Linked DNA regions of Mus musculus: all the other regions are linked to region 1. Evidence: chromatin contacts called from public Hi-C, HiChIP or PLAC-seq and capture Hi-C data. All regions are on one chromosome and are shown on one strand. Each heading gives the region's core, a stretch centred on a gene start, on an enhancer-like site or on the middle of the called end of the contact. The rest is flanking DNA. Distances are from core to core; before and after follow the strand shown. Region 1 holds the start of Baz2b (bromodomain adjacent to zinc finger domain, 2B). Region 2 holds the start of Tanc1 (tetratricopeptide repeat, ankyrin repeat and coiled-coil containing 1). Region 3 has its middle 13 kb from the start of Gm39831. Region 4 has its middle 45 kb from the start of Gm39831.

Region 1 (2,700 bases), core at 147-2,646:
TAAGTTACACGATTCCGAAAAACGAGAAAATTTTGAGGAAAACAAAAAACCACTTTGGGGAAATTTTCTTGATAAAAGTTTACATGACGTCACATGGCCCCCTGAACCGTTCCTAACTTTGAGCCTTATCCAGGCACACTTTTTTTCATTTCTATGGCTCCTTTCCCTTCCTTAAAAATTAAAAGAGACAGACAGACTTGGGAATAAAAATTGCCCAAGATGGCGAAACGCTTGTTGTTTAGAGGGCAGGGGGAAAAATGGAGGATATTGTAATATACACAAAGGGATAAATTTCAACAACTCGGCCACGGACTGCAGCTGCTTCTCGCTTCACAAGGAAACAACACACAAAAGATAAACACGGAGGAGAGGGGAAGAGGAGCCAGCCCCCACCCCGCGGGGCCGGCTCCGAGTCCCGGCACACTTCCTAGCCTTTCCCGATCCCAATTCTGGGGTTCGCGGAACTACTTTAGGGGAGGGGAGCGGGGCGTCGCGGGGGAGGGAGGACGCGGAGCCCGAGGACCCGGAGCCCAGCCCGCCAGGCCGCCGCGGCCCCAGGACGCCCGGAGCCCTCCCGGAGCCGAGCCGCCCGGTACCCGCCGCCCGGGGCCGCGGCCCCACCCCCACCCGGCTCCGGAGCCCCAGCGGCCTGGCGCGGTTCGGCGGGAGCGAGGCTGCGGGCCCCGGGCGGAGGCGGGGGCGGCCAGGGCCCGGCGCCTCGGGAGCTGCCCCGCGGGGCGCCGCAGCGGGCCGGGCTGGAGGACGCCGCGAGGCCGGCGGCGAGGGCGGCGGGCACAATGGAGGGACGAGGCCCGCCCGGCCGCTCGCTCGCCCGCCCGCCCGCGCCCGCACTCCCAGCAAAGTTTCCGTTCCGCGGAGCCCGCACCCCCCACACACACACCCCGCCCGGTACCAGGGCCCCGCGCCCCGCGCCCTCCGCCCGGGACTCTAGTCGGGACCCCAGAGCCACCGCTGCGTCGCAGCCGCACAACAAAGAGCCACACCGGGCGGCGCGGGTAAACAGCGGCGGGCGCCTCGGGAGGGCTCCAGCCCGCAGCCGCCGCTCTCCGCCCGGAACCCACCTCGCCCGCACCCCCGCACCCCGGCTCTCAAACTCACCTTCACTTTCGAACTGAGTTGCGGGGGAAGGGATTTTCGCCCTTCCCGGGTGCGGGTTAAGCTTTTCGGAATCCCCACCGCCTCCTTATTTCTCTTCTAATTCCTGCCAGAAAGTCTAGGGAGTTGGAGTGGAGGTGAGATCCGTGATCGCGAAAGCCCTGGCTCCCTCCGTCCCCGTCTTCCGCCGCTCGCTCTCTGATTAGTTCCTATCCAGCAGCAGATTGAAGCAGGAGATGATTCTTCTCAAGGTTTGTTCAGCAGCTTCACTTCTAGGCGAAGGCTTCATGAACCAAGTGACGTCAACCAACAAGGCTTCTCTCTCTCTCCTCTCTCTAACAATGAAAGTTGCTGTTAACAAGGGAAAAAAGAGCGAGAGAATTGTTTATACCATTTCAGTTCCAATAATAAATGACCTATCAGCTCTAAAAGGAGCCAAGGGAGGGGGCTGCTTCTTCATTCCAAGAATACTGTATCTTTGAGTTTGCACCGCTCCTCGTCCCAAGAAAAAGTTAAGAAACTTACATGTTTTGTTTTGCTTTTCGGGGGGCGGGGAGGGGGGGACAGAACTGAATACTTAATTTAAAAAAAAAAAAACTTAAACGGACTGTTAGGGAACACAGATAAGCCATCTCCACCAACTTTTATGTTTGTAAACTAGGAATTGTGTTGGAGTCTACACGCTAAATTAATATGCCAAGAATTTGTGCATGCTAGGGCTTTAAAAAGCAGGGCGCAAGGCGATCTCAAGGTAAACTACTAATGCTTTTCCATGGACGAATTTAAATGCTTGTGATGTTCATGGTGTGAATCAATAATATTCAAATGAATAAACACTAAGTTCTTTTACAGTTATTTGTATAATCTGTAAGCCGTAATCTCATTTTTTTTTCTAGTTTCGGTTAAGAAAAAAAAAAAAGCTAGTTAAACTGTAAGAACTAAACACTTTAAAAGACTAATAGCCCATTACCAACTAAACGTGCTGTGCTCCATCAGAGCCCCAGAATGTCAGCTGGCTGTCTCAATTTTTAACCTTCCACTCCCCAATTCCCTTCAACCAATCAAGTTAAACTAAAGGCAAAGAACACCCCGTTCCCTCCAACAGTGTACCCGCAGTCTCCTAAAAACGAGTTAAAAAAAAAAAAAAAACCCCTTAACCTAGGTACACGTTATTACCCACGAAGACAAAAAGGTCATTTAAAATATATATATATTAAGGTGTTTATTAAGAACACAATAAACTCTTGAAGTTTGTGTAATTACAAATTAGATAATTTAGTTTTCAGAATGAAGACCAAGTAAAAATGTAGTTCTCAGAGAATGATTTGCCCATGTATTATTTTATGCGTGCATATGTGGCTAGATGTATCCTAAAAGATGCTATTGTTTTATGTTTCCTCCTCAGCCACTGGCTGTGATTTTAATTGTGCTGGAGGATCTTCATTAGTATTAACACATGGGGAGATTTCACAAAGCTGCTTCATTAGGAAGGAAAAAAAAGCTGGCAGACTAGGTCTTTTTGCATGCTCTGAGAATGTCAGCCTTACCTCGGTCATTTGTAACATAATAAGTGCAAGTACAATG
Region 2 (2,700 bases), core at 17-2,516, 510 kb before region 1:
ATACGAGTGAAAAATACCCAACACATTCGAACCATCTTTTATTTATTATGGAGAGATAGATTGAGCAGCCTTTTGCTTCCTGTCACTTTTCACAGGAACTTTAAATGCAAACACCATTCTTGCAGCTATCTTTATATTGGGAAGCTCTATGTGAGGTTGAAGTTTTTATAGGGAAAGTTGTTTAAAACACAGTTGTCTTTAAAGGCAGGTTTGCCACAGCAAAGGTTAGGGGTTGGCAATAAACCCATTTATAGCAACTTCTGTATTCTTCACTCTCCTTACACGGATGGGCGGCCTGTGTGCAATTCCTGTTGGAATTTCTAGTTGATCCTTCTGCAAAGAAAGGGGGCCCAAAGGGCTTTTGGGAATAGAGAGGGCTGAGCCTTCTACATATAAATTGGCTGCCTGGATTCCTGGGAGGTTGTGGAGGACCCAGGTCTCCCAGTTCCCTAGGCCATTTTCAAACTTCTGTTCTATTGGGAATAACAAAACATTTTGGGAACTAGGGAGTTTAATTTACTGCCACCAGCCTACTTAATAATAGCATCTTTGTCTGTTCTTCCTCCAGGACTCCTCCTCCTGACAAGGAAGCTAGCCGCTGGCCAGTGTACTTAGCCCAGACAGTACTGCTAGCCACAGAGTTCGAGGAGGGAGGACTGCCCCTGACTCTGGGCAGTCACTGATCCCCGGAACAACCCCAACTTAACTTTCCAGAAAGAAAAAGGTGCAATGGGCGAGATGCACTTTCCATCTTTCTCAGCTCATTTTGGAACAAGAAAGTGTATTTGTTTGTGTTTAGTTAAGCGAGGGGAAGAAAAGCCAACAAAGCCACCCTAAGGCATCCGCGGAAACTTCAGCTTGGCTAATTGCTCCCATATGTCCTCCTCGGATGCTTTCAGAGAGCAGCGCAGACCGAAGGCCGAGCCACTTTACTGATTCTAAAACGGCTAAAAAAAGGAGGAGAGGGCTAATCACACTTCTGATCCTGTCCCACTGGGGTCCAGGCGAGGCCCCAGGGGAGCAACCTTCTCCCGGAAAGCTTAGCTTCCCGCAGAGGACATGCTGGGTGAGGAGGGGGCGAAGGCGCCGGGAGGAAAGTTGGCGTGCGGCGCCCCAGCGGGTCCCAGAGCCGGGGCAGCTCCGGTCGGGAGGGGCGCGGGAGGCACAGCCCCGGCGGGCGCGCACAGGGAAGGTGCCTTCCGGAACACGCGCAAGGGCGGGGACTCGCGCTGCCAATGAGGTCCCGGTGTGGGCCGAGCGAGGCGCGGGGACGGGCCGGAGCGCTGCCTCCGCGGTGGCAGCTGCGGGAGCCCGGCTCGGGAGCCGCAGGAGCCGCAGCCGCCAAGCGCCCAGCCCTCTGCGCCCTGAGGCTCGGCCCCCGGGGTGGGAACCGCGCCGAAAGCTGGAAACTTTCCTGGCAGGTAACTCTCGCTGCCGGGGCGCCGCTGCCGGCCCCCGGGAGTCCGCAGCGGGCGGGGAAGGAAGGGTCCCGGAGAGCAGCCTGGGAAACGAGAGCCAGGCTGGTGGGAAAGTTTCGGGACGCCCCCTCCTCCGCCGGGCCCAGCGGGAGCTTTCCCGGAATAGGCGCAGGCACGCCGGAGCTCCCGGCCTGGGGCTAGGCGCTGCCGGGGAGTCGGTGCAGGCCGTTTCCTGCGCTCCCGGAGGAACGGGTTGCAGCAGAGCCGGGCTAGGGGGACATTGGGATCACGCGGCGCTCAGGACTTTCCCAGCCGGCCCTTGCCCGCCTCTTCGGTCCCTTGGCTAGACAGGGCCTGGGCTGCGCCGGGCACCTGGGTGGGGGGAGTAGGGGGACGTGCAGGCGGGGCGCCTGGCACCGCGGGGTCTTGAGTGTCGCCGCGCGCGGGTCGCCAAGTTCCCGGGAGAACTTCAGCGGGGGTGGGGGTGGGGTGGGGAATCGTATCGCCCACCGTGAGCTGAAAGTGTGTGATTCGCTCCTGCAGGCTGCGGCTCGCAGATGCAAGCCAATTTCTTTCCCTGGTGGTGTTGGTGATAGGGTGATGATTTGGGATTAGACCTTGAGGATTTTTTTTTTTTCTCTTCCTTTTAGTAGTGCCAGCTAAATGAAGGGTCGTGTCAAGTTTGCGAGTCCCCTTGTCCTTGGGCGACGAGTAGTTACTTTGGAGGCATTATGGGGATTCAGGTTCTTCCTGGAGGACTTTTGGGTGTGTGTGTGTGTGTGGGGGGGGGCCCTTGGGTTCGGCGCGGCCGCTTTCCGGAACGGCTGGCGGGGAAGGAAGCCCTGGGCATTGTGTAGCGTGTTTTCAGTCAGCAAGATCTCTGGACTGGAGTTCCCAAAACTTACTTGACTTATTGTGTAAAGGCTCCCGGAGGAAATGCGGCCATGGCCAGGTAGAAGAAACGCGGTGCCGCGGCCGAGGGAGGAGGACGCCGAGCTGTGACAGTCTTCTTCAGGCTGCCTCGGCTCCGGCTTGGCAGCCCCAGATTCTTGTGCCTGGAGTAGTGGGACCGGTCTGAGTAATACAGCTTCCTGCAGAGTGAACTCAGGGTGGTGAGGAGAGCACCTTCATCTTGAACTTGACCCCCGGAGTAGCGTCCTGGCGGGTTAAAAGGTAAAGGCAGGCTGAGTCTTAACCTGTAAAGGAGTTCAGACGCCGCTAGCTCCTGGTTCAAGATCTTTCAGGAAAGGACTCAGGGTGGCTGAGGTCGCGAACTCTAGAA
Region 3 (2,700 bases), core at 127-2,626, 600 kb before region 1:
AGACACAGTGAACACTGACAGATGAAAAACAACAGAGGCTGCAGGGTTGGGAGGGAGAGCAGGATCTAAGATCTGGCACAGAGCTGGGCATGGTGTAAAAAGACTGGTTTGAGAGTCCTAGAGATGGACTCTGCGTGGTGGCCTTGCGCTATCGAGATAGAGATGCATGGCCGTATGGAACGAGGAGGGCACAATTTGTTGCTAAGGTCACACAGAATGCAGTGGTCAGAGGACGAGGTGAGGATTGGTCAGTCCGATACCGAAGTTTTGTGTGAAGTCACAGAACCTTTCAGTAGTGGGTATGCAGCATGAAGTATTCCATTTACAGATGGTCTCATAGCCTGATAGTCTTGCTTACACTGAGTTTGTGCTTCTTTCTGGAACAAGTTTGGGGACCAGCTGTGGTTCTGAGTCCTATGTTTCCTCCCTCAGGGTTGTCCAGATGCCGCCATTGCACACCACGCTGCAAGGATGAGGCGGAGTTGGGGATGGGCGTCTTCACCAAGGATTTTAGCTCTCTTAGGCGATACTCAATCAAACAACTTTCTTAGACCATCTTCAGTGAAACAGCTTGCGTGCAGATACTTTTTGGAGGGTGGAAAAGGGTTATATATAAACTTTGGTGAGTAGGGAGGAGTTTTCAGGGCAAACAAAATCACTGGCTGGAATTTAAAGAACTGTCAATGCCTCGTATGGAGAGGCATTCCAGAAATCCCAGGTGATGCCGGGCGGGTGGGTTCTTACCAGGATAGAGGAAGTTGAACTTTCAGGTTTGCCAAGGACTAGGTGACATTGCTTAAGTAGGAGATTGGGACCGGGCTCCCCAGATCAGAAGGAGAGGAGGAACTCCCACTGCAAATGAGAGTCCTCCATTTTGCATGGATCTCAGAAGAACTATCTAGGCATGGTAGAATTCGACCTTAGTAGCCAGGTCTTCTTAATGTACTAAAGTTTTGTAAAATGTGCTGGGAAACACACATTAGCCCTTTCACATCCAACTGCAGCAAAAGTAGGGGGTACCACGTGTACCCCACCATTTCCTGTAGGACATACTATAAGTAAAATTTCTTTCCAAACGTTCATCTGACGAAAGGAGACTAGCTGTGTATGGGAGGTCTTGTTTTCAGAGACGTGTGGACAGACCGGAGCTGCTGGAGAGCCTACACTGGGCTTTCTCACTTGACAGCCAGAATGAGGTTGCAGAGAAAACCTGCATTCAACACAAGTGTCTTTTTTAACTCTCCAGAGAAAATGAAGCCAGAAATGAGTTTTGTTTTGTTTTGTTTTAATTTGTTTTCATTTTCCTTATGCCAAGCTAAGTATTCCTGAGAGAAAACAGAGCTTTTCAGGGAGCTGGTCCCCCCCGCTCCACAGATCTAATTCTGAGTGATGACTGGTTTTCCTACCCAGGATCTGAGAGAATTCATGTTGACTCTTAGTTAATCTTCAGTTTTACAACCAGTTCAGCTGCTTTTTCTCTTTAACGACCTAAGTATCTGCTATAAAATTTTCCTTTCAAATAAATTGGAGGTCTGGCTTTATTCTGTCCTGAAGTTTGCAGCTAAATATTTATGTATGTTCTGCGGGAAGACAAGAGACTGTGGGGCCTGTAGTAGAACTTCTCAGGTAATATTGAAATGGCCGTCGGAGTCCCTGACCTGTGGATGCTGTGATCTGCCCCAGTGAAAGAGGTGTTGGTTATCAATTTCACCCTTTTAATTTTCTCTAGTTTTTACTTTGCTAGTCCAGTTTTTACTTTTGCAAGATCTGAGATGGCATTGGATCATGCAGGTGTTGGTAAGGTGAGAGAAACCCTTGAAAGCCTCCGGTGAATGCACCTGAAGTGGCATCTAATTTTCCACCCAAAGGGGCCACACTCACTACCTGAGAAAACCAGGAATGATGCAGAACTCCTGTCGCTCCTTTGGATTCTTTTCCTGCACGCACTCATTTCTATCATGAAGTCCTGGGCCATGGCTGCAGGTTGCTGAGAGCAGATGAAGAAAATTTCTGGGCCTCCTTCACTGTCTCCTTGGAAACTTCAAATTTAGTTTGCTGTGGCTACAACATTCCTCAGGTCGGGCGGTGGTGGCTCACGCCTTTAATCCCAGCACTTGAGAGACAGAGGCAGGCGGATTTTTGAGTTGGAGGCCAGCCTGGTCTACAGAGTGAGTTCCAGGACAGCCAGGGCTACACAGAGAAACCCTGTCTAGTAAAACAAAAACAAACAAACAAAAACAAAAAACAAAACAAGATTCCTCAGGTAACATGCCGAGACCTGCCAGGCCTCCTGAGAAGGAAGACTTCTACTACACCTCAAACCAGGTGTGTACTTCTAGAACATTCTTAGTACCACACACAGACACACAGACACACACACACACACACACACACACACACATTCTCTCTCTCTCTCTCACTCACACACACACACATCATCATCATCAAAACAAACCTCTCTGACTTCAGCTTCTGACCATGAATGTCCTTTTCTGGACTCTGGCTCTTGCCATCCCTGTAATAAGAATCTCTGTGGCTAACCTTGGCCGACCTGCATAATCAGGTATCCATGCATCTCAGGATCTTAAATCAGTCACATGACAACTACCTTGTGTGAGCTAGTTCATTCAGAGACTTCCAAGACCAAAAACAGAGGTGATTCCGTCAAACATAATCAGACCCTGCCAGGTTTTCTCAGCC
Region 4 (2,700 bases), core at 125-2,624, 570 kb before region 1:
CTGTAGGAGACTTTGAACACACTTTAAGAAACAGGCTACGAATGCCGGGCAGTGGGGGCGCACGCCTTTGATCCCAGCACTTGGGAGGCAGAGGCAGGCGGATTTCTGAGTTTGGGGCCAGCCTGGTCTACAGAGTGAGTTCCAGGACAGCCAGGGCTATACAGAGAAACCATGTCTCGAAAAGCCAAAAAAAAGAAAAAGAAAAAGAAAGAAAGAAAGAAAGAAAGAAAGAAAGAGAGAAAGAGAAAAAAAGAAAAAGAAAAAAGAAAAGAAAAAAGAAAAAGAAGAAGAAGAAGAAGAAGAAGAAGAAGAAGAAGAAGAAGAAGAAGAAGAAGAAGAAGAAGAAGAAGAAGAAGAAGAAGAAAAGAAACAGGCTACAGTTTACTTCCTGGTGTCTGAAGATGCCCAAATATCTCCTAAGCCTCGTAGCACACTTAACCCCAGTGATGCAGCAGTTTTAACTAGTCCCTCCATATGGGGTAGGGTCATTTTCATTCAACAAAATAAAAAGTGATAGCAAAAAAAAAATGAAATGTATCTTTTGTTGAGTTTTCTATATATGATTATATCAGTATATAATAAGCCAGGTGGTGGTGGTAATGCACACCTTTAATCCAACCATTTGGGAGGCAGAGGCAGGTGGATCTCTGTAAGTTCGAGGCCAGCCTGGTCCCAGAGTGAGTTCTAGGACAGCCAAGACTACACAGAGAAACCTAGGCCGCTGAGATGATTCAGTGGGTAAAGTCCTTGCAATGTAAGCATGACAGCTTACGTTTCATCCCGGAATTCATGTAAAGGTGGGTAGAGAGAGCAGACTCCACAAAGTTGTCCTCTGAGCTCTGACACACCACAAGTGCAGTGGTACTCACAAACCTGTTCATACAGATAACACACACACACACACACACACACACACACACACACACACACACACACACACAGTTTTTTAAAAATTTAAGAGACAGCTTTGGGGCTGATTAAGCTAGCTCGACGGGTATAGCGCTTGCTGCCAAGCCTGCTGATCTGAGTTTAATCCCTGACCTACCTGGTAAGAGAGAACAGACTCCCAAAGGCTGCCCTCTGTCCTCCAGTTCATGATGAGCACCTCTGCACATGCACACATAAATAAAAAATAAGTGTAATTCATATTTAAAGAGGCTTAGGACACACAGAGAAAGGCTTGCCAGTGTTAAACTCCACACAATGCAACCACATAGGAGCAGAATAAGGAGTCTGTGTTAACAGGACAATTCTATCTCTAGATCACGATGGTGGATGAAATCTCACTGTGACCCAGGTATATACAACTTCACACTCACTCATAACAGGCAGTGAGTGCCTGTTATGCTGGTGAACTCTAGGTGAGATCTGTGGCTTATACCGCTGTTCACTTCCTGGCTTCACTGGGGCACCTGGGGCAGTGTGCTGCGAGCTCTGTATTACTTTCATAACTCTCCGAGTCTATTACTTAAACACCTGTTTAAAGATTACACGCTCTGCAATTCAATATGTTTAATATTCCTAAAAGTCAAAAGTATCGGCTGGTAGGTGTGTAGGGACAGGGCGTGAACACAAAGCAGACCATCTGGTAGAGTGTTAGGGCGACGGAATAATTCTGTGAATAGATTGTGGTTGTGATCATGTGGTTCAATACATGTGTAATTCATCAGGCTGCATATAAACGTGATGTCAATTTTACTATCATTTTAATATTTATAAAATTTTGTCATCTTTTATTTAAAGTGTTGAAGGATTTAGAGTAAGACTTTCATCTAGGTATTGGGACATTGGGTAGATAAATCTGTTTCCTAATCTATGGAATAAGAGTGACATAGCTGATCTAGTGGCAATTCAATCTACTAGCCAAGATCTCACTGCACGTCGACCAGCACTGAGACAATAGCATTACTGCTTTACATCTATGATTTTTTATTTATGAGGTCCATTTGGTTAGATGCCTAGGTAGGTACTAGCAGGTTTGAAGGTCACTGGGGATGGACCCCCTCCCTCATCATCAAAAGCTCGTAAAACCAGGAATAAGAGGGGGTTCAGGTCTTAGCTCTGATCCTAGGTGAAGACATGACATTCTAGTAGCCCTAAAGGTCTTAATAGATAACTTTCTGAACCTTACAAGATCACTATCTAGCCTGGGGCTTCCCAGGAGAGAAGAGAGTTGTACCAGACACATCATGTCCCCTCCTGTAAAGAGTGAGTCCAAATGGGCCTGTTGATCACCTGGGCAGGAACACACCCCTTAAAGAAAGCTGTTGGTTGTACAGACTTCAGACATAGTATAATTCCCAAGCAGGGAATGAAATTTATATGGTAGAGAAGATGGCCGGGCTTCCACAAAGCCCTGGGTTCAAACCTCTGGCACTACGTGAGCTAGGTGTGATGGTGCAAGCGTGTGGACCTAGCATGTCAGAGGTGGATGCAGAAGGGTCAGGAATACAACGTCATCCTCAGCTACACAACAAGTTTGGGGACAGCCTAAGCTATATCAAGCTCTTTTAATGGAGACAGGGAGGGAGTATGGCGTGGTGGTGCACACCTTTAATCGCAGCAAACATAGACAGACACGAGGAGATCTCTGAGTTTGAGGCCAGCCTGATCTACAGAGTGAGTTTCAGGGCACACGGGAATATACAGAGAAAACTTGTCTCAAAAAAAAAAAAAAACCAAAAGAGACAAAGGGGGATG

Evidence for each region. Hi-C and Micro-C count contacts between places; a contact is called where the count stands out from the background. HiChIP or PLAC-seq counts read pairs in DNA pulled down with a chosen protein or histone mark. Capture Hi-C pulls out chosen DNA fragments and counts their contacts.
Region 2: a capture Hi-C map of embryonic stem cells shows a contact between it and region 1, with 3 times the contacts expected there. The contact joins the promoter of Tanc1 here to the promoter of Baz2b in region 1. A contact is called at or near these places in 2 of 39 promoter capture datasets (the C10 cell line and liver), 6 of 484 Hi-C or Micro-C datasets (cardiomyocytes, embryonic fibroblasts, embryonic stem cells and 2 more), 9 of 115 datasets of contacts at active chromatin or transcription factors (the 230-238 cell line, astrocytes, cardiomyocytes and 3 more) and 1 of 9 other capture datasets (embryonic stem cells).
Region 3: a contact with region 1 is called in a Hi-C map of uterus, with 5 times the contacts expected there. The contact joins the enhancer-like site here to the promoter of Baz2b in region 1. A contact is called at or near these places in 7 of 484 Hi-C or Micro-C datasets (the N1E-115 cell line, cerebellum, cerebral cortex and 2 more) and 10 of 115 datasets of contacts at active chromatin or transcription factors (the 230-238 cell line, astrocytes, craniofacial prominence and 6 more).
Region 4: an H3K4me3 HiChIP or PLAC-seq map of embryonic limb bud shows a contact between it and region 1, with 3 times the contacts expected there. The contact joins the enhancer-like site here to the promoter of Baz2b in region 1. A contact is called at or near these places in 1 of 39 promoter capture datasets (embryonic stem cells), 4 of 484 Hi-C or Micro-C datasets (cerebral cortex, cortical neurons, embryonic stem cells and 1 more) and 16 of 115 datasets of contacts at active chromatin or transcription factors (the 230-238 cell line, the NIH/3T3 cell line, the SCID.adh cell line and 9 more).

Annotation. Positions count from the first base shown.
Region 1 is chr2:60,124,344-60,127,043 of GRCm38.p6, forward strand. It overlaps Baz2b (bromodomain adjacent to zinc finger domain, 2B), which reads right to left and starts at 1,397. Exons shown (of 36, transcript NM_001001182.3): 1 at 1,120-1,397.
Region 2 is chr2:59,610,776-59,613,475 of GRCm38.p6, forward strand. It overlaps Tanc1 (tetratricopeptide repeat, ankyrin repeat and coiled-coil containing 1), which reads left to right and starts at 1,267. Exons shown (of 27, transcript NM_198294.3): 1 at 1,267-1,421.
Region 3 is chr2:59,524,070-59,526,769 of GRCm38.p6, forward strand. No RefSeq gene overlaps it. Among named protein-coding and RNA genes, the nearest start is that of Gm39831, 13 kb to the left of the region's middle. Within about 2 kb of position 1,377, at least 11 of the 459 cell types and tissues checked have an H3K27ac peak or open chromatin away from gene starts, as enhancers often do. A contact at or near this core is called in uterus, where this site is marked.
Region 4 is chr2:59,555,672-59,558,371 of GRCm38.p6, forward strand. No RefSeq gene overlaps it. Among named protein-coding and RNA genes, the nearest start is that of Gm39831, 45 kb to the left of the region's middle. Within about 2 kb of position 1,375, at least 1 of the 459 cell types and tissues checked has an H3K27ac peak or open chromatin away from gene starts, as enhancers often do. A contact at or near this core is called in embryonic limb bud, where this site is marked.